Regions from separate parts of the Mus musculus genome. Here region 1 is linked to region 2. A link is a contact called in public promoter capture Hi-C data. All regions are on one chromosome and are shown on one strand. The core of a region is the stretch at or near the end of the contact, and the rest is flanking DNA. Distances in the headings are between cores, read along the strand shown. Region 1 overlaps Kifap3 (kinesin-associated protein 3). Region 2 overlaps Fmo2 (flavin containing monooxygenase 2).

Region 1 (4,953 bases), core at 752-3,251, 1.0 Mb after region 2:
TAATTTATTTTTTCGCTTATTCAGATATCTTTAGTTATTTAAGATTCTCTTTTTTTAAGTGATGATTTTTATTCTTTGAGAATCTCATACATACATAAACTGTGTTTTGACTATATCTACCTCCCATTTCTTTCCTACACCTCCTCTGCGATGAAATTCTCCTTTGACAGTAGAAAACCATGGATCTTCAGTTAGGCATATTTATTTTAATTCTGCAAATACTTAAACATATTAAATTGCAATAATTATTCACACATTTTGTTACGATGATCTAGCTGTGTGATGTTCCCAATCTGAAATCTTAAACTACAAGGTAGATCTTAGTTTCTCATATGTAGGAGATAAACTTTAAAACTCATTAAATAATATCAAATCAAAATGCTGATTATGCACAAAAGAAGTTACTTGATATGCACTCACTGATAAGTGGATATTAGCCCAGAAACCTAGAATATCCAAGATACAACTTCCAAAACACAAGAAAATCAAGAAGGAAAACCAACTCGTGGATACTTCATTCCTCCTTAGAATAGGGAATAAAATATCCATGGAAGGAGTTGCAGAGACAAAGTTTAGAGCTAAGACCAAAGGATGAACCATCCAGAGACTGCCCCACCTGGAGGTCCATCCCATAATCAGCCACCAAACGCAGACACTATTGCATACACCAGCAAGATTTTGCTGAAAGGACCCTGATATAGCTGTCTCTTGTGAGGCTTTGCCAGTGCCTGGCAAATACAGAAGTGGATGCTCACAGTCATCTATAGGATGGAACACAGGGCCCCCAATGAAGGAGCTAGAGAAAGTACCCAAGAGCTGAAGGGGTCTGCAACTCTATAGGTGGAACAACAATACGAGCTAATCAGTACCCCCAGAACTTGTATCTCTAGCTGCATATGTAGCAGAAGATGGCCTAGTTGGCCATCATTGGGAAGAGAGGACACTTGGTCTAGCAAACTTTATATGTCCCAGTACAGGGAGGGGGAAAGCCAGGGCCAAGAAGTGAGAGTGAGTGGTTGGGGAGCAGGGTAGGGGGGAGGATATAGGGGACTTTTGGGATAGCATTTGAAATGTAAATGAAGAAAATATCCAATTAAAAAAAGCAAAAAAAATGCTGATTATGAAAATTTCCATTTTATTAACTGACTTTAAATAATATAAGAATATATTTCCATAAATGTTCCATTCACTAACCTGAAATTGTTGTCTTTAACTCTCACCTCTCCTGGTGTTGAAAAGACAAAGAACTTAGGCTGTGGATTTAAAATCTGACAAGCCTGGTTACCCTTAGAGGGAAGAAGTGCTGCCTCTGGAGCCTCTCCCTAAGTCAGGGAAATATCCAGATTACCTACCAACTCTTCCCTGCTTCCTCATCATTGTCTTGAGGACAGCTAAACCTAGCAAAGTTATGTAGGGAAGAATAGTAAAAGATTAATGCGGAAACAGGAGCATTGTCTCATCAACACTATTTGTAGTGATTGGCAGTGGCATGTATGACAGAGCATGAGAAAGTTACAGCAATGGGAAGTGCCACCGCCACTCGACTTCCATGGCTTTCAGGCTTTATTACGGGAACATTTCAATTTGAGTAGCTTCCTGTAAAGCAGTTGATCCCGGGTGCCTGCTAGGTAAAGAATTAATTTTTATGTTTGATAATTAAAAGATATATGAATTAAAATCTGAGAAACTAAGCCAAATTGAAAAAAGTGTTAAGACCTAATCTATATCGTTGCTTTTCCTAAGCTCAAGTCAAAGGTGCTTCGTAGTCTGAGGGTCTGCATTTCTGTAATGTGGTGAGTCAGTTTAATTGGAAACAGTGAAAGCTGTTAAACTCATCTATCTCATTCTACAAGAGAGACCGGACGTTTGATAAAATAGATACTGGCAGTTGGACAGCAAATCCTTGGCTTTAGACACGTGTCACTATTGGTTTGAACCTCTTGGCGCCAGGGTTTCCCGACATTTAGAGCTAATGCAAAATGCATTAGGGCTCCAAGGCATTAGCTCTGAGGTTGCCAATCACAGTGTCAAATGTAAATCTCCCCAGCTCTGAACTGGGGTTGGGAGTGAAGTGGAACTTGGTATTGAAGCTAATTAAAAATAATGGGAGCAAGGCAAGGTTTTTGGTTGTTTTTTTTTTTTTTTAATGTTATGTACTATGTATTCATGCCATATTTTTGGACATTTTTTTATTATAACTCTTACTTTTCAAGACTAACAAGAACCTCATGTTGAGAGTATTCTTAAACTGCTTCCAGCTTTTACAAATCAGTTTTTGTTGCAGTAAAAATGGTCCATTTTCCTTTTATAGGAATCCAATTTTCATAAACTGGAAAAAAAAAACGCAGTCTGCTTCAGTTTCCTTGGGGCTTTGAAAAATATTTTTCAGAGAGCCTGGCGCTCTTTGTTATTGGTAGGATGATGTCATCACTGACCATCTCGCTGAGGTCAGAGTGAAGTGGACTCGCCCATGACCTGTTCCCTGCTTCATACGCCTTCGTTTTCTGTGTGTTAGTTACAACCTCTTGTCTTTTTTCTTAGCGTATTTACTGTTATTTGTTTTGTGCTTGAGCTTATATATTATACATGTATGCCTTTCACTGAAGCCTCCTTATCTTGTGAACCATTAAATAACGGCTGAAGTGTTAGTTTCAGGATCATAATGAAGTAGCAGATTATTTCTCTGAATGAAAGAATCATTTAGACCATAAATTTTAACCATAAATTACACTTCCATATTGACTGTACCTGCCATGGCATGCATGTGGAGATGAGAGGGAAACTGCAGGCATCAGTCCTTTCCTTTCATCATGGACCCCAAGTATTAAATGCGGGTGGTCAGACCTGCTAGGAAGCATCCTTATACTACCAACCACTTAGTTTTTCATGTGTTGTTTTTCCTATCACTAGGATTCTGTGTATACAAGTGAGAGTCACTTCTTTCACTCTAAGGCTGCCCTTATCCCCCATCAAAACCCTAACTTACCAGGTTTAGGACAAGGCCATTATCAAACAATATATAATCTTAAAAATAAAATAACTCATTCAGTGTCCTGTATATTTAATGCACTGCTAAACTTCTATACACTGAGTTCTTGACGTGGTTATATGTGTAGGTCCCCAAAACACCTTAGTTCTGGAGACTTGCAGGCATGTTTAAAAGAACTGCTTATAGGTTTAAATAAAGTTTTTTTTAAAGCCTTGATTAAAAGAAATACAGAAGAGGGGCTGGAGAAATGGCTCAGCAGTTAAGAGCACCACCGCTTCTTTAGAGGACCTGAGATTCAATTCCCAGTACCCACATGTTGCCTCACAAACATCTGTAACTCCAGTTCCAAGGGATTTGATGACCTTTTCTGACCCTGTGAGCAGCAGGCACAAACATGGTATACACAGACCCAGGTAAAACACTCATACATACAAATGAGAAAATAATTTTTAAAGACACAGTTTCTTTATAAATACATATGTATGTATATTGAGAATATAACAGCAAGGTTGAATAGCAGTATAGCATCCCATTACTTTAAAAATTGCTTTGTTTTATAATGATGCTTCTACCGGAAAATATGTAGATCTATGCAAACTTTTATAATATATTGAAAATTAATTATGAATATTAAGTTATCGAAGGGATTTTTTAGCTTATGTAAAAACATCTCAAACACAGTAGTAAATGCTGTCCAGGTCTAAATCAGAGGAATAATTAAGCTCTTTCTAGTTTTGTCAGGATTGATGGAGTGGAAATATGTCGCAGAATTTCCTGAAATTAATAAAATCATTCATAAGCTATATAACAAAGGAAATCATGCCTAAAACAGTGCAGTGATCACTCTCCCTGTAAACTTGTAGGATGCAGAAACCTGCTGAGCATGAATGGCAGGAGCTCTAAGATGTCCGTGGTGGGGAAACTCACATAAAGGTTGTTTTCATTAGGAGACTTGCTATGTGAAAGGATCCTTATGAGAAATTTTATTATACTTTCTGGATATTACCAATTGCATTTCTCAAAGTAAAGTATTCCTAGGAACCTTTAAATTTTTCCAAGAAAATGTTTAAGACTTTTTAAAAATCTGAGTACACCAAAGCTAATGACTCACATGCCTCTGACCGTCATACCTGCACATGTCACATTTGATCAAGTCATGTATGTGAAGAGGGTGAAGAGTGAAAATAGAAATTAAGGGTCAGAGATTTTTAGGGAACCAACCGGAACTGGGCAGTGATAAATACTGAAGCCCTTAAGCTCAGTCCGAGGAGCAGCCTTTGTTGCACACGGTTACTGCATCCAGATGACAAGGACATCAGACGTTATTCCTGGTGACCTCTGTTTGAGGCAGTAGAGAGAAAATGTTTTTAAAAGGGAGGTATAACATTCACTTCATAGCAAGACAAATTATAAACCTATTTTGCTTTAATACATTTGGACATGTCTTCTTGCAAATTGGTATTTCACATTTTCTTGAAGGCAAGCTATGAAGAGTATATTAACGCATTAAGTAATTAGTTCATTACCTTAAACTCTCTCTAAAGAGTAAATCCAGTTGTACTAAAATGAAAGTGAAAGAATGAGGTTGTCTCATTTGGTTGGAGAGTGATTGTCTTGTGCAAGTCCCTTCTAAAGAGAATGGTGCTTCTCTGGTGCCTGTTAAATACATCCCTGTGAGTTTGCTCTACTTGTCTTACTTGTCGTTTTTATTGAGACTTTTTAGAGACAGCTTCTTTAGTGCGGTGAAAAGGCCTCCCTCCACTGCTTGGACACTAATTATTTGCATTTCCCATGGAAAATTGAATTAGATTTTATTAGTAAATTGGGCCTATAACCTTTAAGGCTAGATTTTATTAGATTATTAAAGCTAGATTTATTAGATCAGCATTAGCAAACTGTAAATGTTACTAAAAAATAGAAATGCAAGCCAAAAATCACTGGAACCTTGGGAAGATGTCTTTCCC
Region 2 (4,614 bases), core at 1,471-3,970:
CTGAGATTTACCTCCGTGCCCCACAAGGTGGCAGCAGAGAGACAACACCCTCATAGGGTAGCTGTCCTTTGGTCTCCCCATGTACTCCTGTTTTTGACACATACACACACACACACACACACACACACACACACACACACACACACACACACACACACACACGAATAAAGTTTTTAAAATTAAAAAAGAAATGTAAAACTTCCGCTGAGTTGAGCATCTCACTCACCTTTGAAAACTCTTGTCGCCCAGCGCGCCTGAAGCTCTACGGTTGGGAAGATGGAGCCTAGAGGCTGGATGAGACCTATGCACGCAAGGGTTGGCTTCTCCAGGTGAGGGGGAAACATGGCTTTGTACAGGGAAACCCTATTATCCTCCACTTTAACAAGTGAGTCTTCCAGGAAAGAAAAAGAGAACGTATACCCCGTGGCAAAGACAATGATATCCACGTCTTCCTCCACCGTGCCATCCTCGAAGACCACAGCTGTCTCCGTGAGCTCCTTCACCCGTGTTTTTACTTTGATGGCTCCGTACAGCAGGCGGCTGGGGAGGTCGTCGTTTAGCACAGGTTCTTTCATAAGGTATCTGAGGCACACAGGAAAGAATGCATTTAGAGGGGTCACTGACAGTTTTAGGGGTAGTGCTGAAAATTCAGGGTTTTATTTTAAATAGCCAGGAAACTCTAACTCAACTAATTTGCCTGCCCCAAACTGTGTTATTGAACTCATTCGAATCTTGACAATCTCAAGTAGATGATAACAGCAAAAATCAACCTAAAGGTGGAAGTCATTCCAGGGGCTTAGATATGATCCCACCCAGCACCTACTGTTAATCTTTGAATTTGCCGGTAATTACTGCCCTTCGGTGCCTCTCTCTCTTTTTATGCTATGTAGTTTTCATTATTTGTAGCTTCATTTAATCTCTACCTGATAGTAAATAAGGGAAAATAGACTACATTAGCAATGAGACCTACTGTGGGGTCAGTGTGAAAATCAATGGATAAAATGAAAGTTGCTGATATTTACTGATCTCAGTATCCATAGGAGCCCTGTTTGTGGTGGGTGGTGGAGCAAAGTCTGATTGTATTTCTGGAATTCTTGGTTTATAAGTTATTTTATTCTCTCTCTCTCTCTCTCTCTCTCTCTCTCTCTCTCTCTCTCTCTCTCTTTCTCTCTCTTCCAAACAAGGCAATACATAACATGGATACTGGATTCATCCACCATTCAGCCTAATGGGGGCATCTATTACAAGACTCTCAATGTCTTCCTATCCTCAGGAGTAGGAGACTGCTAACATTTGAAAAAGGTAAACAAACATCAGCAATGTTTACTTTGATATTAGTAAATATTTGTCTTCTGGCTACATGTTCCTTTGGAAACAGCCTTCAGGGTACATGGGCGTGGCAAGGGTTGACCTATCAGATGGAGAGCTGTCTTTTCCCATCACCTTGCTCTGAGAGGATCACCAACTCTTGAGGAGCCTTGGACAGTCTGAGTGTTAGAAAGCTCTTCCAATCAACCCCAACCCTGAGTTATGGAGCGGTGTCTAAGCCTCTATCCCAACTTCTTAACTCTCTCTCTCTCTCTCTCTCTCTCTCTCTCTGTCTGTCTCTCTCTCTGTCTCTCCCTCTGTGTGTGTATATGTATGTGTGAGTGTTTTGTGTGTTTGTTTTTGACACACAGTAGAAATTTGGAATTAGAACTCCAGGATCGATACAATTATACATACTGTTGGCTTACAGCTCAAACTATCATAGCAAATAGGACCTTTGCAAAGAAAGACCACATCAGGCAACCCTGGCTGTGATGAGTATACCACAAAAACAGAATAACAGTACTTGTTCTGAGGCACCAGACCATAATTTTCATGGTTGAACCATCGATTCATCTGTTGTTCCATCATCCACTTGACGACCGTGCGGGGCAGGACATTTCGGAGCATGGAGCTAAATCTAGTGTGGAACACCATGTCCCAAGGGTAGCCATCTTCAGAGATTCGACTCATGACCCAGGATCCATGTCTGGTGCTGACAAACACCTGGTGAAAAGAAATTTCAACAGCAGGTGAAATTTGACCAGTTGCTATGAAAGGTGTTTGGTGGTGCAGTTGGCTGAATTCTATTTACTGTGTTAATTTGTGTGTAGTGTATGTGTGAAGATGTGTGTGTGTATGTGCACGTGTGTGTGTGTGTGTGTGTGTGTGTGTGTGTGTGTGTAAAAGGACGTCAGAGGTCAACCTTGAGTATCATTTTCATTGTTATCCATCTTGGGTTTTCTTTAGTTTGCCTTGAGAGGATTCTCATTAGGCTAGGCTGGTTGTCCAGTGTCCAGGAAACTGCCTCCATTTGCCTCCCCAGCACAGGAAGCAAGCACCACCAATACTAGTTTATGTGTCTCCCTCCCTCCTCCCCTCCCTCCCTCCTTTCTTTCCTTCTTCCCTCCTTTCCTTCCTCTTAACTCTTTTTCATTGTTTAATAGTCTCATACATTTATATAATAATAACTTTTAGTCATTTCCTTCTCCCATTTTCTTCTCTGGTTCTGGGGGTTAAGCCCAGGTCCCCTGCTTGTGAAGAAACCACTGTATCTACTGAGCTACTGCACCAGCCCCCAGGTTCCATTTTAAAAGTATTTAACGTCAAAGTGAGGTCCTCCTAGTTCTTTCTCTTCTCTTCAGCAGCTGCTATTTGGTAACATGTGCTGATAGAGGAGTGGCCCAAAGCCCGGATAATGTTCTGGAGGCATGACAAAAATCCTTGCACTAATTCTCTTGGTCAGTCTACTTCTCCTGTGTTTACAGTGTGGTCTGTTGTTCCTTCTTTCTTCTCACCGAGTCTACCCAAGAAGATCTGTGGTGAATAATCACAGGTCTTGCAAGCGTGTGCCTACTTTGTAATGGCTGTAGTCAGGCATGCCTGGATCCCACTATTCTGGATGGGGAATAACAAGAGCAATTGCCTCTTTCACGAGCTAAAAAGAACATTATGCATTTTAAAAGTCAAAACCATTGCCTGTGGTTCTATTCCTCTCCAAGTACCCATCATTTTCCTTTAAATCATTTTTATGTTTTGAGATTATATCATTCCCCACTTCCATTTCCTCTCTCCAGTTCCCCCTGAGTACTCTCTGATTCCTCTCTCTTTCAAATTCATGGCTTCTTCCTCATTAATTGTCATTATTGTGTATATTTTTGCATTGAACATTAAATTTTCTCTTGTTTTCAAAATGTACATTTAAAAGTCTTGTCAAAGATTTTTATTTTTGGTTTATTGTTACCCTCCTATGGTCCAAATACATCATTTTAACTTCCCAATTTTTTTGTTTCATTTTTATTAGTTCTGTTAAGATTGTCTTCAATAAGTAAATAAGACTCATTTGCAAGACATCCAATTTTCTTAAGAGGTTTAGGCCATGGACTCTGGGTCCAGACTTCCTAGGTTTGAATCTCAGCCTTACTCCCTATTAGCTGACTTGCCTCGTATGAGTTATTTGGATTGCTCTATGCCCTAGTTTTTTTTTTTTTCCCAGAATGGAGGCAGTTTAGCATCTTTCTTATGACTTTATTGTGCAGGCTAAAAGAAGTTATAGATTGATGTGAAGTACAAGCACACACAAACTCTCATTGTTTTGTAGGTTGGCCTTGGAGCAGGGATTACAGATTTTTCTTTTTTGAGAAAGGACCTCAATCCCACCTACACTTGCGGAGAATCACCTCCTAGAGCATTGCTTTGCTCCTGGTCTGTGTGCGGACATTTGCTTTTGACTTCAATCTGTTCCTGTTGTTGCTCTGATGCAGACTTGACAACATTGAACTAGGTCTTGGACATGCTATTTAAATACTCCATCATTGTCTCTTTCTACTATTTCCTGTTTCTCCTTCTGTAGGGTCAACATGGCATGTTCTATTTTATTTATTCTCCTTCTATAGTGACCGGCTTTGATGCAGAGACGTCTAACCCCTAGGTGACGACTGGAATCCACATGAAGGTCAAGGTTCATTCAGGCTGCCATCTCTCAGTTGCATACTTTCAGCCCCAGATGTGAAGACCTGAGAGCTTACTATTCTATTTTAATTATAGATTTATATAATTAATAACTGCTGAAGAGGGGTTCTATGTAAAAGTTTAATGAATTATAAGGCACAGGTATATAGCAAAAATAGCTTCATGGCATCAAAAAATCAAACATAAAAGTGGTTTTAAAATTTCATATTTGAATCTCTGGGATATCTGCCCAAAGTCCAAATTAGTGACGTGTAAATCACTGAGTACACGGAATGAGTGCCTCTGGATGACTCTTTACTTGGCTAACAGCAAACACTGCTCAGTTCCTTTATTCCTGTCCTATTCCATTCTCTTCCTCCCAACCTTTAGAGCTGTTTCTAGCGTGGAGGAGCTGGGGGCTGATGGTTCCCACCCCTTTCTGCTGTGCTTCACATTTTGCTTGTTACTTCTTTTCTTTTTCTCTTCTTTTCTTTTTTACAGACAGGGTTTTTCTGTGTAGCCCTGACTGTCCTGGAACTCACTCTGTAGACCAGGCTGGCCTTGAACTCAGAAATCCACCTGCCTCTGCCTACCAGATGCTAGGATTAAAGGCGTGCGCCACCACTGCCTGGCTGG

The links. Capture Hi-C pulls out chosen DNA fragments and counts their contacts.
Region 1: a promoter capture Hi-C map of adipose tissue shows a contact between it and region 2, with 2.8 times the contacts expected there. The contact joins two enhancer-like sites. A contact is called at or near these places in 3 of 39 promoter capture datasets (the C10 cell line, embryonic stem cells and pre-B cells), 1 of 15 datasets of contacts at CTCF or cohesin (large pre-B cells), 27 of 484 Hi-C or Micro-C datasets (B cells, the C2C12 cell line, CD4 T cells and 21 more), 1 of 115 datasets of contacts at active chromatin or transcription factors (astrocytes) and 5 of 9 other capture datasets (adipose tissue, embryonic tail, embryonic trunk and 2 more).

Annotation. Positions count from the first base shown.
Region 1 is chr1:163,892,005-163,896,957 of GRCm38.p6, forward strand. All of the region lies in intron 19 of Kifap3 (kinesin-associated protein 3), which reads left to right. Among named protein-coding and RNA genes, the nearest start is that of Scyl3, 35 kb to the right of the region's middle. Within about 2 kb of position 2,002, at least 9 of the 459 cell types and tissues checked have an H3K27ac peak or open chromatin away from gene starts, as enhancers often do. A contact at or near this core is called in adipose tissue, where this site is marked.
Region 2 is chr1:162,880,156-162,884,769 of GRCm38.p6, forward strand. It overlaps Fmo2 (flavin containing monooxygenase 2), which reads right to left. Exons shown (of 9, transcript NM_018881.4): 6 at 1,835-2,034; 7 at 227-582. Among named protein-coding and RNA genes, the nearest start is that of Gm32197, 9.8 kb to the left of the region's middle. Within about 2 kb of position 2,721, at least 7 of the 459 cell types and tissues checked have an H3K27ac peak or open chromatin away from gene starts, as enhancers often do. A contact at or near this core is called in adipose tissue, where this site is marked.